3 separate regions of the Sus scrofa genome follow, and all the other regions are linked to region 1. The links are chromatin contacts, called in public Hi-C maps. All regions are on one chromosome and are shown on one strand. Each heading gives the region's core, a stretch centred on a gene start, on an enhancer-like site or on the middle of the called end of the contact. The rest is flanking DNA. Distances are from core to core; before and after follow the strand shown.

The links. A called contact is a pair of places that touch in the nucleus more often than the background predicts.
Region 2: a Hi-C map of skeletal muscle shows a contact between it and region 1, with 5 times the contacts expected there. The contact joins the promoter of TMEM19 here to the promoter of TBC1D15 in region 1. A contact is called at or near these places in 1 of 5 promoter capture datasets (liver), 9 of 47 Hi-C or Micro-C datasets (fetal liver, heart right ventricle, liver and 5 more) and 1 of 2 datasets of contacts at active chromatin or transcription factors (alveolar macrophages).
Region 3: a Hi-C map of liver shows a contact between it and region 1, with 5 times the contacts expected there. The contact joins the promoter of THAP2 here to the promoter of TBC1D15 in region 1. A contact is called at or near these places in 7 of 47 Hi-C or Micro-C datasets (fetal heart ventricle, heart right ventricle, liver and 3 more) and 2 of 2 datasets of contacts at active chromatin or transcription factors (alveolar macrophages and skeletal muscle).

Annotation. Positions count from the first base shown.
Region 1 is chr5:35,825,011-35,828,977 of Sscrofa11.1, reverse strand. It overlaps TBC1D15 (TBC1 domain family member 15), which reads right to left and starts at 1,593. Exons shown (of 18, transcript XM_003355517.4): 1 at 1,463-1,593. The coding sequence starts at 1,492.
Region 2 is chr5:35,690,539-35,694,366 of Sscrofa11.1, reverse strand. TMEM19 (transmembrane protein 19) reads right to left here and starts at 2,370. Exons shown (of 6, transcript XM_003126376.6): 1 at 1,680-2,370. The coding sequence starts at 1,875.
Region 3 is chr5:35,668,772-35,672,589 of Sscrofa11.1, reverse strand. It overlaps THAP2 (THAP domain-containing protein 2), which reads right to left and starts at 1,310. Exons shown (of 3, transcript XM_003126383.4): 1 at 668-1,310. The coding sequence starts at 738. ZFC3H1 (zinc finger C3H1 domain-containing protein) reads left to right here and starts at 1,399. Exons shown (of 35, transcript XM_021092001.1): 1 at 1,399-2,262. The coding sequence starts at 1,665.

The DNA of each region.
Region 1 (3,967 bases), core at 344-2,843:
CCCAGGAACTTCCACATGCTGTGGGTGGGACCAAAAAAAAAAAAAAAAAAAAAAATCAATCCACACCTGAAAAAGAGAAGTGTAGTTCAAACAGAAAGGATCCCTCCTTGGAAAGTCCTAGATTGGCTCAGTCCAGACAGAAAATCAAACAGTATAACCTCGAAATATGCAGTGAGCCAAGAAGATCAGCATCCATCCTGAAGAGTAAAACTGACAAGACAACCAAAGATCTCAAAACGATGACCAGCCCATCATTTAAAACACTCAGTATGTAGAAATATGTAATCTTCATGTTAATGCTTTTATTATTTCATATAATCCTAACAACTCCAATACAAGAAATAATGACTGGCATGACATCCATTCTGGAGACAAAGAATATGAAGGACAGAGAAGTCATGCTTGCTCAATTTCCCAAGGTCACACTTAAGAGTAACTGTGATGTGTTATTCTGCCGCCTAGTCTAGCAGTCCAGACACTAAACTACACATGCTGTCAAATAATTCAAAATGGGATGAGGAGAGGGCAAAAATAAAGAAAATGAGTGCAACTCAAGGAACAGAGGAAGCTATTAGTGTTAGATGAGTCATTACCCGATTCAACTGTTTACAAATTACTCCCGCAATGGGAAATGCTGTCAGTGGCATGCCCTGATAGTGCTAACTAGCAGGAATTAAGATGTGCCCTCGGAACATGACAGGCACTGTGCGATAAAATATCCTCCGCACCTAATCCTAATTCCAAACAAACTACCTGGAGGTCAAAGACCACCTCCATAAAACCGCACCACAAATCCTCCCACGGAAGCATCACAGAGATATCTAGGAAAGAAATATCTTAACTAATGCCTTCCAAAGACAAGCGTGGGATGGTGTAAATCTACAGCTCCCTGAACGTGGAAATGTGTGCTGCTGCTCACAACGACCAACCAACTCCGCAATCCGGTAAAATGGATCCAATACAGTCTCCTAAGTGCACAGCTGCAAAGCACCTATTTTCAGCTCTTCCTGAAGGGGACAAAGATGCCTTCACCAGAGTAAGGCAGAGGAAGACAGAGGCAAGTCTGAGTAAAGCCTCAAAGGAAGAGAGAAAAAACGCTGGAGTAGACACATAAGGAACCAATCAGGAAAAAACCGAGACAGTCGAAAAAAACGAAAAAGTAAGAGGACAACCACCCGTCCCTTAGGAAAAGTACTACAAATAAAAGCCCCCTCATCCTTGGGCAGAACAGACATGAACAGCGCCAAGGCCTAGCTGGCCTTGGAGCAGGAGCTGGGTCTCTAATTCCCGGGCTGAGCGAGTACTCTGGAGAAAACATCTGACACCACCTAGCCCTCTTCTACATCCTCCACAGTCTGATCTGATACAGAGAAGCCCTCGCGACCCTCCCCGCCAGCCTCCAAGCAGCAATACGGCCCCATCCGGGAGAAAAACACGACTGTTCCCCGGGGCCGTTACTTACCTTCCCGCTCACAACACCCGCCGCCGCCATGTTTCCTGCGCGTGTCTGTGATGACGTAGCAGCGCCTCACGTGTCTCTCAGACTCACAACAACATCCGGCAAAACTAGGCTGATATCCGGGCGGGAAAGGGGCGGGGAGTGGCGGGAACTGCGGTGAGTGAAGGGGCGGGGTGGGAGGAGAGACCCGAGGCGAGCGTACAGAGTAGGGCTCGGAGGCTTCGGGTGGAGTCTCTGGTGTATACTGCGCATGTGCCAATTTATTTTCCGAGCGGGGAACGTAAGTTGAAGTATTTTTGCTTTGGGGTTTGCTTGGGGGCAAGGCTCTGAGCCGTTGGTATGAAGAAAGTACAGACTATTCGGATTCAGGAAATTTGGTCTTTGTGGACACTTTTCACTTCTGTCTTTTTTTTTTTTTTTTTTTGCCTTTTCTAGGGCTGCTCCCGTGGCATATGGAGGTTCCCAGGCTAGGGGTCGAATTGGACCGGCCTACGCCAGAACCACAGCAATGCGGGATCCGAGCCGCGTCTGCAACCTACACCACAGCTCACAGCAGTGCAGGATCCTTAACCCACTGAGCAAGGCCAGGAATTGAACCGGAAACCTCATGGTTCCTAGTCGGATTCGTTAATCGCTGAGCCACGACGGGAACTCCTGGCTTTTCACTTCTACCTTCAGTCTCTGGCAGCTCATCTGTAAACTTGAGATAGGGCTGTGGTGGAGATTAAAGGGACCCCAGCCAGGTCTCCGACGCACACACGCAGGAATTTTTCGCCTCTGTGTGAAGTTTCTGAAGTTGAGTCTGATAACTGCCACTCACGCACAACCATGGGCAAGGTATTTTGATAGGAACTGCGATAATACCATGCCCTCGTTGTCCCAGAGTCCAACACATATAGCTCATGGCTCCTACACGATTGCTTAATAGCTGTGTGACTTGCAACAAGTTTATAAATTCATCCAAGCTTCAGGAATTAGAGCGAGAATTACCCATGGAGTGGTTGTAAAGATTTCTTGGGACGATGTATATGTGGTAAATTGATTTGTTGAGATAGTAAGATAATTTATTTTTGTTCTCAGGGCAGTAAAAGAATGTCAGGAAATTATTGGATACTACCCATGATGGCTCTGACAGAAGCTCTGGGGCTTCCTTTGCCTCAGGGAGTAATAAAAGGTCCCTTTGTAGCAAAACACCGTGTCCTTTGAGGTACTTCTCTTTTCACAGGGCGGCATGAGTATAGAGGCTTTTGAGGTTCGTTAAGTGGCAACCTAAGGAAATAGCAGAAGAGGAGGTTTGCTGGTTCTGTGAATCTTGGGAACCTGATGGGAGAAGGAGGTGGCAAGATCTTTGATGGAAATGGATGTGTAGTCCTATTAGGGAGGCTGCATCAGAGATTCTAACGACAGCCAAGCCCCCATGCCCAAGCTTGGTATTCAACTGGTAAAGCAGCTCACCTGCAAAGGATAAATGAGCTGGGGAAATTAGTATATTAGCAGTAACTAACATTGAGTGAAGACTTGAGGGCCTTCCCTGCATACACAGGACTAGGTAAGATCCCCTAGAACCTTCACGCAATTCTAGGCGTGGTGTGTAGAGCCCTAATAATGACCCAGATTAAATTTCCCACCAGCTCAGAGTAATAGGGTGTGGTTAGAGAAAAAATTGCCACAAGCTGCGGCATAGGTCGCAGATGTAGCTGGGATCCTGCGCTGCTGTGTCTGTGTCTGTGGTGTCTGTGGTATAGGCCTGCAGCTGCAGCTCCCATTTGACCCCTAGTCTGGGAACTTCCATACGCCACAGGTGTGGCTCTGAAAAGAAAAAAAAAAAAAAAAAAAAAGTCATAAGGTGGAAAAGAATCATAAGAAGTCCTTTAAAGAAACTTTGGATCTAGGTGGGGCTTCGGTGACAGAAAAATTCTTTTAGGGATATGCTACAGTCATAAGCTGCTTTATGGCTGAATAGAGACCTCATTAGAGATATGTGCCTTAGTCAGCTGTGCTACCTGTACAGTCATCTGAAAGTGATCACTTCTCTCGTTAAACTACAGCATTTAATTACCTGTTCAGTTTGATTCTCTCTCACTTCAGTTTCTGACTGACCTCTCAGTGTTTCAGGGCTTATCCCATGTCACACATCATTTATTAAGATTCTCCCAATTTTGCCACCACTCATTGATACTTACCTTGCCTAAACTCTTATAAAAGTCAGACTAAAAACTTTTAATGCGTAACTGTGCAAGGCAGTGCCATGAAGAAAACATAGCTGACAACCAAGAGATTGCAGGAGTTCTCATGGGATAAATTAACCAGCTGAAGAAATAAGACCTGTAAGTACTGATAGTTGGGACACCATTGAAAAAGACCCAACCATATCATTCTACCGCAAACAATAAAAAGCAGCAACCCCCTCATATATCTAAAACTTCCAATCAGCTTTTAGTTCCAGTCTCTTAAATATGAACATAATCATGGATCACTTCACATTTGAAGAAAACCTTTAACCTGAAA
Region 2 (3,828 bases), core at 1,121-3,620, 140 kb after region 1:
ACACTAAGCTGCTGCATGCCGTTAAATTACCCACATTCCTGACAGACTCCTAAACACCAAGGTTGAGTGATCATGGTTAAAAAAAAAAATGTGAACCCTTGCTTGTGCCTATGTTTCTATCAAACACTGGAAAATGCAAGACAAAGAACATCAAATGTTAAAAAAAAAAATTTTTGAAAAATCCTATTTCTGGAGTTCCCATTGGGGCTCAGTAATTAACGAATCCAACTAGGAACCATGAGGTTGCGAGTTCGATCCCTGGCCTTGCTCAGTGGGTTAAGGATCCGGACGTGCCATGAGCTGTGGTGTAGGTTGCAGACACGGCTCAGATCCCACGTTGCTGTGGCTCTGGCGTAGGCCAGCAGCTACAGCTCCGATTAAACCCCTAGCCTGGGAACCTCCATATGCCGAGGGAGCGGCCCCAGAGAAAGGCAAAAAGACAAAAGAAAGAAAAAAAGAAAAATCCTATTTCTGGAAGTGTAAACTGTTCCCGTGTTTAATATGCAAAGAAAAGACTTGGACAGCTTCACTTGTCTGCATCAAGTGCCTGGCCCCAAGGGGTCATTTCAATGAACAAATCCTGGTATATTTAGTTCAAGTCATGGTTAATACTAGCATCAAGAAGAATCTTTTCCCATAACTCTCATTTCCTACCGGGAATCATTATTAATGAACAGCCTGAAAGCTCCTGTACCTTGGAGAACACGCACTCTATTATCCACATGTCTCTTTGCAAAAGGACTAAGGTCTAAAACAGCAATCACTTATGATACAACCACTTATAAAAGTTCACTTTCTTGATTTTTCACTTTTCCTTTGAACTGAACAGTATTCTGTGGGTTTTGTTTTTGTTTTTTTTGGTTATTGTTCGTGTTTTGGCCTCAGTCCTGGCATGTGGAAGTTCCTGGGCCAGGGATGGAACCCACGCCACAGGAGCGACCCAAGCTGCTTCAGTGACAACGCTGGAACTTTAACCTATGCTGTGCAACTAGGGAACTCCTATTTTTTGTAAAGGGGTACCAAGGAAGTTTGTACAAAGGCTTGGATCCGGCATTGCTGTGGCTGTGGTATAGGCTGGCAGCTGTAGTTCCAATCTGACCTCTAACTTCAAACTGGGCACTTTCATATGCCGTGGGTTGGCCCTAAAAAGACAAAAAATAAAAACCCTAAAGATTTGAGTCTAGAGTATTTATGCAAATTGGTTTCAGGCTTTAAAACAGGTCTGTTCTTCTGAAGGGACCAAAGTGCAGACAAAAAAAATCCAAATCTCCAAGTGTAAATATTGTGTCATCTTTTATTTTTACTTTTTATTTTGTACAAGACACATGGAACTGGTAAACCACCTCACTAATATTCTTAGTAAAGGCATCACTGCAAGTGCTTTACAAAATTAAATTTCACCTCACTTACTCTCCACCAAACTAGATGCAATAATTACATAAAACATAAAAACATATTTTTCAAACTGCTGTAACTAGTATTATGACAAACGGCAATGCTCAAAGGCTTTAAAAGGTTCAAGGCACTGTATATTTCCAGGTTAGTTAAGGTAATTCAGGCCCCGGAAGTTAACTAAACACAACAGTTTACAACTATTCAGAAGACAAGAGTTTTGTCTTTCACAACGGTACCTTTTAAATCCCACAAATTAAAAAGACAATCAAAACATTCATACTCACCATAATAGGTGCTTGCAGTCATAGACATAATCCAGAAAGCTAAAGAAATGCAAATGATCAGGCTCAGTATAACTATATTAGTTATCATCTTTATATATTTTTTGCATGAATTGTTATCAAGATCTGTCATGAAAAATGAGGATAGGAACACCTGGGGGAGAAAATGTTTCGCGTTTCTGAGGAAAAAAAAAGTCATTTAAGTGGCCAGCAAAACATTCGTGTAGAAGCCGACATCTTCCACCGACAGCAAAGTAATATAAACCCAAATATTTCCAAAAATTGGTCTGGCTGAGCGCTGCCAGAGGAGTCTGGGTGAGGTTAAAACCTCGCTGCAAGAGCGTAGCGTAACTCCTCAGGGCGCCGGCTCGCGGACAGCAGTCACTTCACACCTGAACTCTCGGGAAGGGGAAGCGGAGGCAGCCAATCAGCGGCCGGGGGTGGCTAGCTCCGCCCCCGCCGCCTGCCACGCGCTGACGCCCGGGGTCGGTGGCGCAAAGGGGCGGAGTCAGAGCTTAAATGTGGGGTGTCCCGCTGGCAAGTCCAGCGCAAGGGAGCGCGGTCACGTCCGGATGGACGCCTGCACCGCCGGGTCCAGCGGGCCAGGGCCAAGGACCCTAGCGCTCAGCCCGCGACTTGCTGTGCGCCCGTCTCCCCTGGCTCGCCTCTTAGGCGCATGCGCCGTGGCCACCTGTGGGCGGTACCTCGATCACGCGAGCATTTAAAGGGCGGCTCCAAGGGCAGCTGGAGCGGGAGGACGGAGCAAGGAGGTTCCGTGTTCAGTCCGGTGTGTGTTTGTAATGCGTTGTAATGTAGTGCGTTGTAAAGCTTCCTAGAATCTAGACACTTGGAACACCTGAAAGGCCCTCCGTTTCCAGAATAACCCCAAAAGTGAAACCACCACCTCGGTAGTAATAGTATAGATGATCATTCATGCAAGTGAATTTAGACCAAGTCCATGTTGAGAATACAATTCGAATGTTTTTCCATCTATGAACAGCTCATTCCGTACAATATCATGTACTTTTCAGGGGGAGAGTATTGGGCTGTAGAAAGGGAATTTTATGACTGAGGAAATCATTTTAAAACAACACAGTTTAGCGCTTATAAACTGCTGGCTGCTGGAGGTGTAAAGATAGCTTTGCATAGTTCCTGCTATTGAACTCTCAAATAATTATTATTTGTTCTCACATCTTTCATAAATTCTGTGCAGGAGTTCCCCATTGTGGCTCAGAGGTAACAAACCTGACTAGTATTCCTGAGGAGGAGGGTTTGATCAATGGCCTTGCCCAGTGGGTTAAGGATCCGGAGTTACCTGTTGTCCTGAGCTACTGTGTAGGTTGCAGACATGGCTTGGATCACGTGTTGCTGTAGCTGTGTTGTAAGCGGGCAGCTGCAGCTCCAATTCGACTGCTGGCCTGGGACCTTCCATGTGCTGTGGGTTCGGCCTTAAAAAAAATAAAAACTAAAGTCTGTGCATTCAGTCAATTTATTTACAAAGCAGACCACTCCTTACTATTAAAAGTCTGCCTCGGTGTTCCTGTGGTTGCTCAGCAGAAACGAATCCAACTGAGGAACCATGAGGTTTCGGGTTCAATCCCTGGCCTCACTCAGTGGGTTGAGGATCCTGTGTTGTCATGAGCTGTGGTGTCCGTTGCAGACGCCGCTGGGATTTGGCGGTTGCGGTTGCTGTAGCTGTGGAGTAGGACTGCGACAAGAGCTTCTATTAGACCCCTAGCCTGGGAACCTACATATGCTGCGGGTACTACCCTGTAGAGACAAAAAAAAAGTTAAAAAAAATAAATAAAAGTCTGACTCTAGCGATTGATTTCACGTTTTATTTGAAATTAACTTTTGTTTGCTGGGTTAACAGTGACATTGATAATATTATATTCTGAAATTTTTTAGTTAATTCCTTACAGTGTAGGAAGACACCTCAGTTTCAGACATTTTACCCAAATTTATTTTAGCCCGCTAAAAATAATTACATTTTGAAAACTCACACTATAATACATGCCAAGACTACTTAAAGCCCTTTGCTTTGGTTAGCTTATGAACTGAGAACCAAATTTGCAAAGTAGGACTAAATAGTAGTGGCTTTCTCTTACTAGACTACATGCATATATGGTCTTTATGCAGAAATTTTTTTTCC
Region 3 (3,818 bases), core at 61-2,560, 160 kb after region 1:
TTCAAAGCCCTTTCAAGAGGTCTGATTTAACAGAACTAAAGAATTTTGCTTGCTCTTCCAGCAAACGTAGGAAAAACACAATCCGGGTTCCTTTTATTATACTACTCTGCATACTAAAAGAAAAGAAAGCTTTCATTTCCCACTTTCATTAACATCGCTTAATTCCACGGCTATTAATGATGACTCAATTCCTCCACAAAATTACTGCCTGTGACTAAAAGATTAAAAATCCAAATGCTTCCCATGTCAGTTCAGCCAGTAAGAATTAACTTCTAATGAGAACACAGCAGGCTTTTTAGGTGATTGCTGGCTTGAACAGGAAGATCTCACTTCCTCTTACGGTGTCATTAATGTCAAGACCTGATCTAATACACAGGAGTAAAAGAGTAGAAAATTAAGGTATCTTCCTTGTCACTTTCTAAAGGAGCAATCACCGTACAGAACTTGGCTCTCTTTCTCAAAGTGAGCAAACCTTCCCCGAAGGGAGAGAAAAATTGGACAGATTTGAGAAACACACACAAAGGGTAAAAATGTTGCGCCTCTGCTACTAGTTAGCTACGGAAGTTATCAGAATTAGTAGAATCCTCCCTGGTCTTCCCCCCCGCCCCAAGCGATACCCAGTCAAGGAACTCCCGTTTTCGTCACCCGCACTCCCTGCCCAGGTTACCTGTGGAAGCTGATGTTAATGTGCTTGTTGTAGGTAGTAGCACAGCCCGCCGCGGCGCAATTGGTCGGCATTTCCCTTTCCCCCTCATTCGGCGCTGTCTTAAGCCTGATTTGAGGTGCGGGTTGCTACGCTCCCTTCGGGCAGAGACTGGGGAAGCGTGGCAGGGGAAGGGCCAAAGAACTGAGTCGTGGGACCTGCGTGCGAGGAAGGGGTTGTGTATGCGTGTTGTGTGTGTGTGTGTGTGTGTGTGTGTGTGTGTGTGTGTAGCTGGGGGGGGGTAGTCAACCTTCCCTTTCTCTTTATTAATATGGCGGACTTGGGGCAGCAGAGCCTACAGTCCTGGAGCTCCAGTCCCCTTCGTTTGCCTTCACCAACATGGCGAACGCAACCCGCCCTACCGCTGGCTCCCAAAAGAGAGGGACTACTGGTCTCTTTGGTAGTTGTTCTTTGAGCAATCGAAGAGGTATGCCCCCCACCAGCCCCCTATCACTATGAAATATGAATCTCGCAGCCGAGATTAAGAAGAGACCCGCCTACCCTGCCACGCACCCAGAAACCCGAGTTTAGGGTCTGGAGTAGCTAACAGGCACAGATTTTGGAAGGACAAACGGAAAGCAATACTCAAAAAAAACTACAACGCCCACTGAGAATCGCGTCGTCCTAATTTTTATCGCGTGAATTGGGAGCCTTGTTTCCTGCGTGCTTCGGGAAGTGACGTCACGAGTAGAGCCACTTCCAGAGACCCTTTCTCGCGAGGCGGAAGAGCCCCGATCGCGGAGAGCAAGGGGGCGCTAGGGAAGGGAACTGAATTGCGACGGTCCGGCGAGAAAGAGCTGGGGTGCGGGGAAGTTGGGGAGCAGAGCCCACTAGGTGTCCGAGTACTGTAAAACCGCACCGACCGGGTCCGTTAGGAAAAAAGGAAACAGAGGAGGAAGACAATTGTAGGGTGGATCCCCGGACAGAGGGCTAAGGTTGTGTGGAAGGCACTGCTCCCGGGATGGCGACCGCAGATACTCCGGCCCCGGCCTCCAGTGGCCTCTCGCCCAAGGAAGAAGGGGAGCTCGAAGATGGAGAGATCAGCGATGACGATAATAACAGCCAGATACGGAGCCGGAGCAGCAGCAGCAGCAGTGGCGGAGGGCTGTTACCGTATCCGCGGCGAAGGCCTCCTCACCCGGCCCGGGGTGGTGGATCCGGCGGAGGCGGTGGCTCCTCCTCGTCGTCGTCCTCTTCTCAGCAGCAGCTGAGGAATTTCTCACGCTCACGGCACGCGTCGGAGCGGGGCCACCTCAGGGGACACAGCAGCTACCGACCCAAAGAGCCGTTCAGGTCTCACCCGCCTTCCGTGCGGATGCCTTCGAGCTCACTGTCCGAAAGCAGCCCCCGGCCGTCCTTTTGGGAACGGAGCCACATTGCCTTGGACCGTTTCCGTTTTCGAGGCAGGCCTTACCGGGGTGGGAGTCGCTGGAGTCGGGGGCGAGGAGGGGGTGAGCGAGGAGGCAAGCCGGGGGGCAGACCTCCCCTAGGAGGAGGAGCAGGATCTGGATTCAGCAGCAGTCAGAGCTGGCGAGAGCCCTCTCCACCTCGGAAGAGTTGTATCCTTAACGTGGCGGTCTGCCCTGGGTGTGTCACTACTAAAGTTCCTTTTAGCGTCATTGCTAGGTCTTTGAGATGAGTAACTTTTCTGAACCATCAGAACCGCTTGTCACTGTAAGTATACTTAACGTAGTTGGTTCTTTGGTAATCTCCATGTGTCAAACCGTAGCGTTATTTTAAAAAATTACTTTATTGAGTTTATTGCTTTTTAATAAATATTTACGTGTTATGGATGGGGGCCAAACTAATGGAACCTAAGGAAGTGTAAAATCAGATCTGTAATATTACATCAGAAGCCCAAGTTTCATTAACCCTCTTTTTAATACTACCCTTGCTTTTAGGTGATGTTGACTTAGATTTTTAGAGGAAGAAAAAAAATATTAGCCATAAAAAGTTTGGGGAATACCATTGCTTATATCATATTGCACTGCGACATTGGAAATTGTGAAGTTTCATTCTGCATAATCCTACTGCTTTTATTTGAGTCTGTTTTAACCTTTCTATCTTGATTTATTCTTACACATTGCTGCCTTCTAAAGTTGGAAAAAAAAAACCCCGGTATATTCACCAGCTCTATTAATTCAGAGGCTTTAAATTTATATGTCTTTTTTGGAAAACTTTAAGTCTTATTTCTTATGTTCACATTTTTGACATTTTATAACTCTTAGAGTTGGGCTACAGAGAGAATGAAACTTAACAGCATTTTTATCTCAATATATTGGAAACCATGGGATTTATGGGAAGGTGGAGATTATGGAGAGATTGAGAAGGAAAATTGCAAAATATCTGTTTTTTGTCCCTTCTGATCTTTAAACATTCCTGAGTTTACTCATCTGAAGATTTGCCATTTTAAGATGTGTTTATATGTCTGTGTCTTGACTTATTCCATGATAACCACATAAAAAGTTTACTAAGAACTTTATTACTGATTGTAATTTCCATGGTGTAATGATTTTTTAATATATTCATTATATATGACACTTAACATATAATGACATTTGTTTGGGAGACAGTGAACATTATTTTCATGGGATACTCAGGCCCAAATTGTCTTTCCCAGATGTCAGGATAGAAATATAGGTTTAGGTAAGAAGTAGCAGCTTCTGGTGCTAGTGCTCTGAAAAAATTACAACCAAAAGTTGGATTAGGAGCACTCCAGGATTGTTTCAGAAAAAATCATTTTGGTATTTAACTTTTTTTTTCTTTTCTTTTTTGACCGCCCCGAGGCATATGGAGTTCCTGGGCCAGGGATCAGATCCGAGCCACAGTTGTGACCTACGCCACAGTTGCAGCACTGGATCGTTAAGCCACTGTGTCGGGCCAGGGATCAAACCTGCATCTCATCGCTCCAGAGATGCCACAGCAGGAACTCCCTGTATTTAACTTTTCAAAAGAGGATAGTCTTCCAGTGAAGTTAGAAAACCTCTGCCCAAGATATTTTTTAATCAAGGATTTATTAGTTGTCAATTATGAATCTAAAAGCAGAAAGGCTATTTAAGCACATATATTCAGATTTTTTAAGAGTACAAAGATGAGACTTGTAATTTTTGTGGGA